Regions from separate parts of the Anas platyrhynchos genome. Here region 2 is linked to region 1. Evidence: chromatin contacts called from public Hi-C data. All regions are on one chromosome and are shown on one strand. Each heading gives the region's core, a stretch centred on a gene start, on an enhancer-like site or on the middle of the called end of the contact. The rest is flanking DNA. Distances are from core to core; before and after follow the strand shown. Region 1 holds the start of RPL35A (ribosomal protein L35a). Region 2 holds the start of SLC51A (solute carrier family 51 member A).

Region 1 (4,532 bases), core at 780-3,279:
TAGAGCACCTAGCACAGGGGGAGCCTGAGATGGCTGAGATCCCGCATGTCATCGCAATGGAAGCATCGACATCTACTAACATTTTGGCTGCTGTTCCTACGACTGAGTTTCTGCCATCTGTAAAACCCTTGCATAAACATACTCCAGGCCTGCAGAATATTACAGCCCAATCTGTAAGCAAACCATGGAAATGCATCAGACAATGCCTGTTAACCTGACTAACGGGATAAAACATGTCTGTAGTCTACTAAAAACCAAAAAGGTTTAGATGCAGACATGCCCTGGATCACTGGGAATCAGTGATTTTTCATAAGCAACTTTACAAATGTTTAAAAAATAGGCATATTTGCTGTGCGAGTTCAGAAACTGGTACCATTTGTCTTTCTATCTCTTTGTTGTTTCTGTTGAAGAAAATAGAGTAATTTACAACTACAGCATGAAATTAATTTCACTGGAGTGGAATATACGGTCACTTTTTAGTTAAGGTCTATGAGATGTCTGTTAATACCATAACAGTTAGAATGAAATAAAAGTGTAGATTTTATGTATTTGTTTCCAGCTAACAGGCACTAATAAAATGATTTTTTAAATTTCTCATACATTTTTATCTTTTTAAGAAATCTATTATCTACATATTGAGATTAAATAACAGTGAATAATCTAATTCATGTGGAGTCTTAATGCTAAAAATATGGAGAAAAAAGCATTGTTGTGAGAGAGCTTTCACCGATGACTATGACAGCATTCTTCAAAGTAGAAATAACGCTTGCAGCTCTCACAGGAAAAAGTGACTTAGCTGGAAGTAAAGGCAGATGGAATGCTTTTCCCCTATTGCATGAACAACTTCTGTCCAGCAGAGAGTTAACTCAAGCTGTTAATGTGTGTTAAGAAAACTTCACAGCAGGAATGTTTCTCTAAAACTTGCTGGTTTGCTCCTCCTACATATCTCCTCTTACAGCTGCTCTAACAGGCATATACTCACTCAGCAAATGCTTGTGCCAAACCAGTAAGCTCTGCCTGGGCTTATGTTGACTTGGAAGTGGGAAGGAAACCACTGTCTGGGGCATTTAGAAATGCTACAAGCAGCGAGGTGCTCTCACTGGATTTTAGTATTAACGCAGTGCCCGCAGACCATCCTGATATTGACATTGACCTTAATCTCTGAGCTTTGCTGAACTCCTTCGCTAAGCTCTATTAATAAAAAGAGAGGTATGTGAGGGATTCAGCTTCCCCCAAGAGCTTAGGCTGACATTCTTTCTCTGCTGATCTAAAGGGAAAGAAAAACATATCAAGACATAATTTTTAAAACAACTGGATAAAAGGTCTGGCCTTGTTCCTCTGGGGATTGCAACTCCCTCTGCTGTGTGAGATTCGTGGAGGCACATTTCTCCCATCCTCCCTGACAAACTGAAGTGGCTTCAAGGGCAGCATTTTTTTTTTTTGCAGCATTTCTTTTAGTTATTTAAGAATATACTAACAAACACCAATGAGAAAACTCAAAGCTGAGAATGTCACATCTCTGACAGCTCAGTTTTGAAAAAATAAATAAATAAATAAATAAATAAAATTCTGAATCCCCACAGCGGCAGCAGCTGGGCCTTAAATCAGGAATATCTGAGCGGTGGGCGCTCCTCACTGGTACCTGAGCGAACTTTGCTTTATTCCTTCCTCAAAACAGAAGCTAACAGAAGAATTCGGAGAATTCACAATCCTCCATCCCTCCTCCACTCCGATCTGTAAGAAAAAGCCCTGTTTATATTTTATCCCCGCTCACACACACACAAACCCCGCTCCCCCCCCCTCCCGGCCCAGGCCCGGCGCTCACCGGGCCCCGCGGCCCCGTCTCCATGGCAACCGCCCGGCTCCGGGGGCCTTGCGGGGCTGCCCGTGGGACTGCCTGAACAACGGTTATAGCGACTCCCCTCCGTTCTTCCCCCCCAGTAAAATAAAACGGACGCCAAACCGGACACTCGGAGACCCGGGGCCGGTGTCCGCGCGCTGTTGGGGTCGCTTCTATTTATTTTTTTCACTCAGGCTCTATTGGGGCCGCCCGCCGGTGGGGGCCTTCTCGGAGAGTATCCCGGCAGGCAGCGCGCGGGGTTCTCCCTTTCGCCGCCATCTTGGTGCGCAGCCATAGGGGTGAGCGGGGCCGCGGCGGCACCGGGCCGGGACCGGGGGGGGCTGCCCCCGCCATCGGGCTGCCGGCGGGTGCGGGGCCCCCGGGGCGTTCCGTCTGGCGCCGTGCGGGACGAGGAGCGGGCGGGATGGCGCCGATGCGCGGCGGATGGTGCCGGGAGGCCGCCTGAGGCCTGGAGCGGCCGGTGCCGGGAGGCGGCCGAGGGCTCCCCCGCACCCCCGCTGTGAGGCAGGGGCAGGCCCCGGGGGTGGAGGTAGCGGTCGGGCAGGGCCGGGGGAGGCTGACGGGGTGTGTGTGTGTCGTTCTAGGCCTGCCGGGACCAGGGCTGCAGGAGGACACCATGAGCGGGAGGTGAGTGAGCCGCCCCACGCTGCGTGATTTGGCAGGTTCTGCTAAAAACGGGGCGTTTGTGAGTGTTTGGCTAAAGCTGCGGGCAGTGGGTTGTGTTTTGTGCTTGCTCTGGTCTTCCACGGCAGCTTCTCTAGCCAGTACACCTGAGTATCCTGGGTGTCTGTCAGACCGCCACAATTGGGTATGCGTATTCTGAAATCCTTGCCTTGAACTGCTTGTAGCTGTTTGTTTTGTCCCACGCCTGTCAGTAGATTGTTGACTGTTAATATTAGTTGGAGTAGTCTTGGTTTTGATCTTAGTGTTTCATTGATTAATGGAGGTTCTGTAGCACTGATGTGTTCTTCTATAGATACAGGGAGGATTGGGTTCACAGATAGTGGAGGGATTAACACTGAATCTTAGGGTTTTGTTTTAATATTTATATGCAGTTTATTTTGTGTGGAAGATAGAATTGGGTTATTTAGCTTAATACCATGGTATTATGGTTGCTGTATACAGTTGTGACACGGTCATGTTTTGTGGAATAAGCCATGCCATTGGTTTAAGCGTATAACACAAGTTTTTGTCATAGAGAATTGTTGAGTTTGTGTTAGTCCAGCACATGTGCGCTGAGTTGTAGGCCTCTATTTCTGCCTGTCCGCATAAACTGCAGTTTGAGGCTGCAAATGAATTGCTGCTAATATCTTTGGCTGCAGCAGCTCATGCTTAACTGCAGCACAAGAAACTCTATGTGGTATACGTGTGTAGACTACTGTCCCAGTTACTTAGCTTTCTTCCTTGAATGTAAAGACTTGCAGTAATTGGTAGAACTGCAGTAACTGGTAGAATTGGTAGAACTGTTTTTTTTCCTCCAGCTAAATTTCTATTGGTGTGGAAATAGTTTGTTCTGAATGAGCACGTTGTTTGGCTTTATCTTTAACGTTTTGGACTGAGTTAATTTGTACATTTTCAATGTCTTTAGGTTGTGGTCTAAGGCCATTTTTGCTGGCTACAAACGTGGCCTCCGAAACCAGCGGGAGCACACCGCCCTTCTGAAAATTGAAGGGGTCTATGCTCGCCAGGAGACAGAGTTCTACTTGGGCAAGAGGTGTGCTTATGTGTACAAAGCAAAAAAGTAAGTCATTTTTACTGCTAAACTAAATCTGTCAACTTCTATGCCAGGTTTTGCAAATGCTGGGGTGTGAGCAGTCTACTTAGGTATCTTGAGATAGAACAAAAAGAGAAAGCTCAGCTTGCAAACAATGTCCATACAGTATTGTGTAGAGCAGTTTCCTTGTTTGTTCTTAAGTTTGAAGTCGTTTGTTGTTTTTTAATTAGTTGACCTATGTGTCCATCATTCAGATCATGAACCTAATGTATAATAATCAGTCACTGTTACAAAGGATGTATTAAAGGGCAAACAGGAAGAAAAGCAATCTTTGCTTGGGTCTGGCAAAAACTAAAGGCAGGTTGATAGAGCAGATGGAGGTGTGATGAACTTGTGGTGAACACTGTTATTGGGATATTTAATGGCAGAATATTTTGTGAAGGTTGGAGGAGTTTATCCTGGCTTTGGCATGTCCATGTCAGAGCGCTTCTGCTGTGCTGGCATCGGTGGAGGTCTTCAGAGTGGTTGCTTATTGCTTTCCACTTATTTTTTTTGTTCTTTGAGCATAATTGTTGATACAGAAGTTGAGAATTATCTTGAATAAAACTTATCAGGCTGTTTGTGTGACCAGCATCATTTTGAAAATGACGTGGCTTTTCTTCTAAGGTAGTTGTGGCCGGTCCCAGTGCCTTAGGCTCATGCGTGTGGTGTTTCTGGCAAAATCTTAGAAAAAAAAATGTTGTGTTTTCTTCAGAATAGAAATTGAGGAGTTCTCAGATCTTAATATCGATGTTTTCCCTATTAAGCTTTACGGTTTGTTAAGAGTTCTTTGGAGCTTGTGACAATCTACCAGCTGCAGCACTTACCCCATTTGGAAGGCACGGTGCAATTTGTGTGTTCAAAACCTTTTCTGTTTCCTCAGCAACACCGCAACCCCTGGTGGCAAGCCCAACAGGA
Region 2 (4,532 bases), core at 1,277-3,776, 210 kb before region 1:
ACACGAGACCCATGTACAGAATTATCTTTATTCAGTGAAAAAAAAAAAGACAAGAGCCCCCCCCGGGGCTGGACGGCTGCTTCACAGCTCCCTCTGGCTCATGGCCTTCAGGTTTCAGACCCTGTCACCCCTCCGCTGGCCTGCCCTTTCCCCCTTCTGCTGCCTGTGCCCCCAGCAGCTTCCCAGGGCCGCAGGAGGAGGAGGAGGTGGCTGTGCAGGGCGGGCAGCACCCCGGGCTCTGCCCCTCGCACCCTCCTGTGCTCTCCCCCTGCTCACGCCTTGGCGTTGCTGCTGGCGGGGGTGACGTTGGAGGGCTGGTAGCCCGGCTTGTCATCCTGCTTGCGGTAATACATCCGCGCCACCACCGCCAGGATGAAGGTTTGCGGGATTAGCAGCTGCATGTTCATCTCTGGAAGCGAGAAACAGAGACAGGTTGGTCGAAGATGCCTTCATCAACCGTGTCCGTACCCTGCTGTGTGCTGGAGGTGCTCGGCCAGGAGCGAGCCATCCACATTTCCCGACTTACGCTGCGACCTGGCCTTGGAGGAGAAGGGCGGCGAGCAGGCGATGTTGCCGTTGTTGGCCAGGATGCTGAAGATGGCAGGCTGCAGCGCTGTCAGGACGAGGAGAACCTGCAAGCACAACACCCCCGAGGGGAGGACACCATTCCCACCCGCAGCTGGACCTAGATCTTGGCTACCACCAGGTCCTGTCCCCGCACACCTCCAGCCCGTGCTGTGAATCGCTCCTTGTGCTCGGGCTTACCTGGAAGCAGGTGAACTTGGCCTGGATGTTCTGCTCCGCCAGATGCACCCGGGCCTGTCGGAACAGGATGCCCAGAGACCACAGCCCGAAGAGGGTGGAGGCACCGACGAAGGTGTTGATCCAGAGCGCCACGCTCTCCGCCGAGATCTGGGAGGGGAAGGCAGGAAATGCGTCTGGGCTGCCAGAGCCACCAGCCGTCACCCTGCCCGGCCCCACGCTGCAGCACTCACATCAGCGGGGTTGTAGTTCCCGTCAGCAGACAGCACCAGCCCCAGAAACACGGCGGCCGTCCTGAAGAAGGCGTACTGGAAAGTCCCCAGCATCAGCAACCGCAGCTTGCTCCTGGCACGGGGAGAGAGGTCGGTGGCACCCCGAGGTTTCCATGCCGGGGGTGTTCTCCTCTGCCCCAGCCCTCCCTCACCTGCTCATGGTGATTCGGGGCAGGCAGGGGCAGCAGCAGCAGCAGGGCCCGGTGTTGAGCACCATGGGCACGTCCTTCAGGGTGCTGAGCACCGCCTCCTTGCCCCCAAAGCCCTCCACCATGACCAGCATCAGGAGGTAGAAGCAGATGGAGAAGTACCTGGCGAGGAAGAAGAGGATGAGGAGAGGAGGCGCTCGGCTCCCGTGGGCTCCCCAGCCCCTCTCCCCGGGGCAGGCATTACTCACATCGTGGTGGCCATCTCCACCACCATCATGGAGCGCGGGATCCACAGCCCGAAGCAGCTGAACACGGCCACGACCTTGGGGGGAGACGTGGGCATGGCACGCAGCCTCTCCCCGTCCCCCCAGGGGGGTGCTCAGATCCCTCGGGTGCCCCCCACCCCACCGCCCCCATCCCCAGCTCACCGTGGGGGCCGAGCTGCTCCAGCGGAGGGTCTTCATCTTGATGGGGCAGCGGATCTTGTGGGTGAGGTAGAGGGCCTCTTCCACGTAGATGCCGACCGACACCAGCGTCAGGATGGTGGCCAGGCCCATGATGGAGAGTTGGACCATGTCCAGCTCTGCCGGGGAGGGGCGAGAAAGGGGTTTGGTCGCGTCCTGTCCCCTGTTCCTTTTGGCACAGCACCAGCACCCCCCTGGGCAGGGCTGTGGGGTGGGAGCTGAGCCCCCAGCAGCACCCCGTTGCCTCCCCCCTTCCTTGGGGCTGCCCCCTGCTTTCCCCTGCCATACCTCATCCCTGTCCCACTCCCCAGGGGGACAGGAGGAGGCTCCCCCTGCACCGCCCGCTCCCCCCTTACCCTTCAGCAGCTGCCGGGAGGTGGGCGGCAGGGAGAAGCAGGCTGGCGGCACGCTGAAGTTCACGATCAGCATCTCCACCAGCGAGCGGGGGAACCTGCGGAGAAAGGGAGCGCTGCTGGGGACACGGGGACACCCAGCCCCATGGGGTCCCCCCGCCTCCCTCCCTCCCTTCCTTTAACCCAAAATCCCGCTCCCAAAAGTGGCTGTGAAGCATCCCAGCAGCACGGGGAGGGTCCCCCCAACCCACCTGGGGTCATCTGCCAGCTCTATGGTGGGATCCATCCTGCCCCGCTGCTTCCCGGCTCTGTCCCAGCGGCTGCTCGGCTGCCTCCGCGTCCCCTCCCCGATCCTACACAGGGTCAGAGTCCCCAGGGCAGGGACCTCGGGGAGGCTTGGGCGCCTCGTTCAAGTTTAACCAGCTCCATGCACTCATTGGCGGCCCCACAACCCCCTCGGCCGCCCGGTTATCGACCCAGAGGAGCGGCTGTCCGTGTGCCATCGCGCCTGCGTGTCCCCAAAACCCAGGGTGTGGGGTCCTGTGGTGCCGTGACACCGCCTGCCCGCCCCTTGGGGCACCCCACGGATGGGTTTGGGTGGGGGTCCTGTGGTGCTGGGGTCCCCGTGCGTCCTCCTGCCCCCTCTGCGGCGGTGGCTGGGGGCGAGGTGGTGCCACCACGCCTGCCACCTTCCGTCTGTCCTTCCCGGTGGTGGCACCTGCCCTGCTCGTGGCAGCACGGGGCTGGGCCCCGCGGGGAGCAGCTCCCATGACGCTAGAGGGCAGGGCCAGCCCTGCTCAGCACCGCAGCTCTGCACCCACACTCAGTGCCAGCACCGGGGTGAGGTCCTGGTGACCCCCCCAGCACCCCGAGGCACACAGGCTCTGGTTTATACTGGGATTTCAGACATCTTCAAGCCCTTCCACACTCAGGCAGAGGGGTCCTGCAGGAGCCAGGGTGCCACCTGCACCCCAAAAGCGTCCCCAGCACCCCGCTGCGGTTGCCATGGGGCTGGGGTTCTGGGGGTTGCTGTGGGAGCAGCGTGGGGGCATTGGGCTGCGGCCAGGAGAAGGGGATGCCAACCACCCAGCGAGGCCAATTTCAGGCAGCTGCCCAGCCCAGCATGGAGCCCGTCACCCCCCTTCTCTTCTCCATCCTCCTGTGCCTCTGCTTGCTGCTCCTGGGCCCGTAAGTCGCCCCACGGCAGCGTGCCAAGCCCCATCCTGCCCACCCGGGGTGACAGAGCCGCCCTTCCACGTCGGCATCCTGCAGATGTTGGAGCTGGGCATCAGCTCTGCCATCCCCGAGCTGCTTCTTCCCCCATGCCCACCTCCCCCTGGGCCTGGGCACCCCGCTGCCTGCTCGCTCCCGACCTCCCCTCGCTCCTGCCGCAGGTGCAGCTGGCTGGCTCTGCGCGTCCTGCTGCTGCTCCCCATCTCCAGCACCATCTTCCTCATCTCCATCCTGGCTGCCACCAGCCTCATCCTGTTCAGCATCGCCTGCCTGGGGCTCCCCCAGCCAGGTGAGGCGCCCGGATGGGTGCGGGATACAAGAGCAGGGGGTTGGGGGGAGCGGTGTCCCCATCGTGTCGCCCGCACCAGGGACCTGGGAGGACGTCCTGCAGCTCTGTGGCACAGCGATTCGGCAGCCCTGGTGCAGGTGCCAGCGTCCCCGCCGGCAGCACATCATCTACTGCTCTCACTGCGACGGCTACGTGAAGGTGAGGGACATGGGGTGCCCGGGGTGCCACGCACCACAGCCCCCCTGCCCACACCCTGCACCCTGAGGGTCGCAGTGCGCTGCACCACGACCGTCCCGCTGCCCTGCGTCCCCCACCCTCTGCTCAGCCCCCTGAGCCCATCGCCCTGGGGAAGAGCCGCACGTATCCCTTGGCCTGGAGAGGCCGAGCCCTGCCCTGACGTGCACACACACGTGCTGCACGCCCCGCGGTGCCGCCCGGGCTGGCACATGCTGGAGCCTGCTCCCCTTGGCGCACGTAGCCCCGGGGCCGGCAGTGGGGCTGGCTCCTGGTCCCTGCCTGGCTCTGCAGCATCGCCGTGACCTTCCTCACTGCTCCCTGCCCAAATCTGCTCATGTCCTGGGCCTCCCTGTGTCCCCCGAGCACAGCACACGGTGCCAGGTACAGCCACAGGGTGCTCCACCAGGCTCCGTCATCCCCCGTGTCCCCACAGGCTGCTGCTGCAGGCAAGGGCAGGCAGGACGGGCAGGAGCCAAAGGCAGGTGAGCACCCGCCTCCTGGCACAGGACCAGGTGAGGTTTTGGGCCAGCCCCATCGCTTCAAACCCAGCCAGGGCACTCCTCACAGCCCCAGGGTGCTGTAGGGCTGACCAGCTCCCCTGAGGACTGCACCGGGATTCCCCTTTCCTGCCAAAAAATCCCTTAGATGGGGAAGGAAAACGGAGCACCCAGCAGAGCCATTCGCCCCGCCAGGCCCTGGCAATTTAAGGCTCAGGGAACCCAGTGCCACGGGCATCGTGGTGGGTGCTGTGCTCCGAGGAGCTGCTGGAGGGG

Evidence for each region. Hi-C and Micro-C count contacts between places; a contact is called where the count stands out from the background.
Region 2: a Hi-C map of liver shows a contact between it and region 1, with 2.2 times the contacts expected there. The contact joins the promoter of SLC51A here to the promoter of RPL35A in region 1. A contact is called at or near these places in 2 of 8 Hi-C or Micro-C datasets (liver and subcutaneous adipose tissue).

Annotation. Positions count from the first base shown.
Region 1 is chr9:10,201,949-10,206,480 of IASCAAS_PekinDuck_T2T, reverse strand. It overlaps RPL35A (ribosomal protein L35a), which reads left to right and starts at 2,029. Exons shown (of 5, transcript XM_027464765.3): 1 at 2,029-2,139; 2 at 2,446-2,488; 3 at 3,450-3,602; 4 at 4,498-4,532. The coding sequence starts at 2,478. It overlaps IQCG (IQ motif containing G), which reads right to left and starts at 1,928. Exons shown (of 10, transcript XM_027464760.3): 1 at 1,826-1,928.
Region 2 is chr9:10,414,151-10,418,682 of IASCAAS_PekinDuck_T2T, reverse strand. SLC51A (solute carrier family 51 member A) reads right to left here and starts at 2,526. Exons shown (of 9, transcript XM_027464153.3): 1 at 2,252-2,526; 2 at 2,004-2,098; 3 at 1,612-1,766; 4 at 1,432-1,505; 5 at 1,187-1,345; 6 at 996-1,107; 7 at 766-912; 8 at 527-632; 9 at 15-409. The coding sequence starts at 2,286. The coding sequence ends at 273.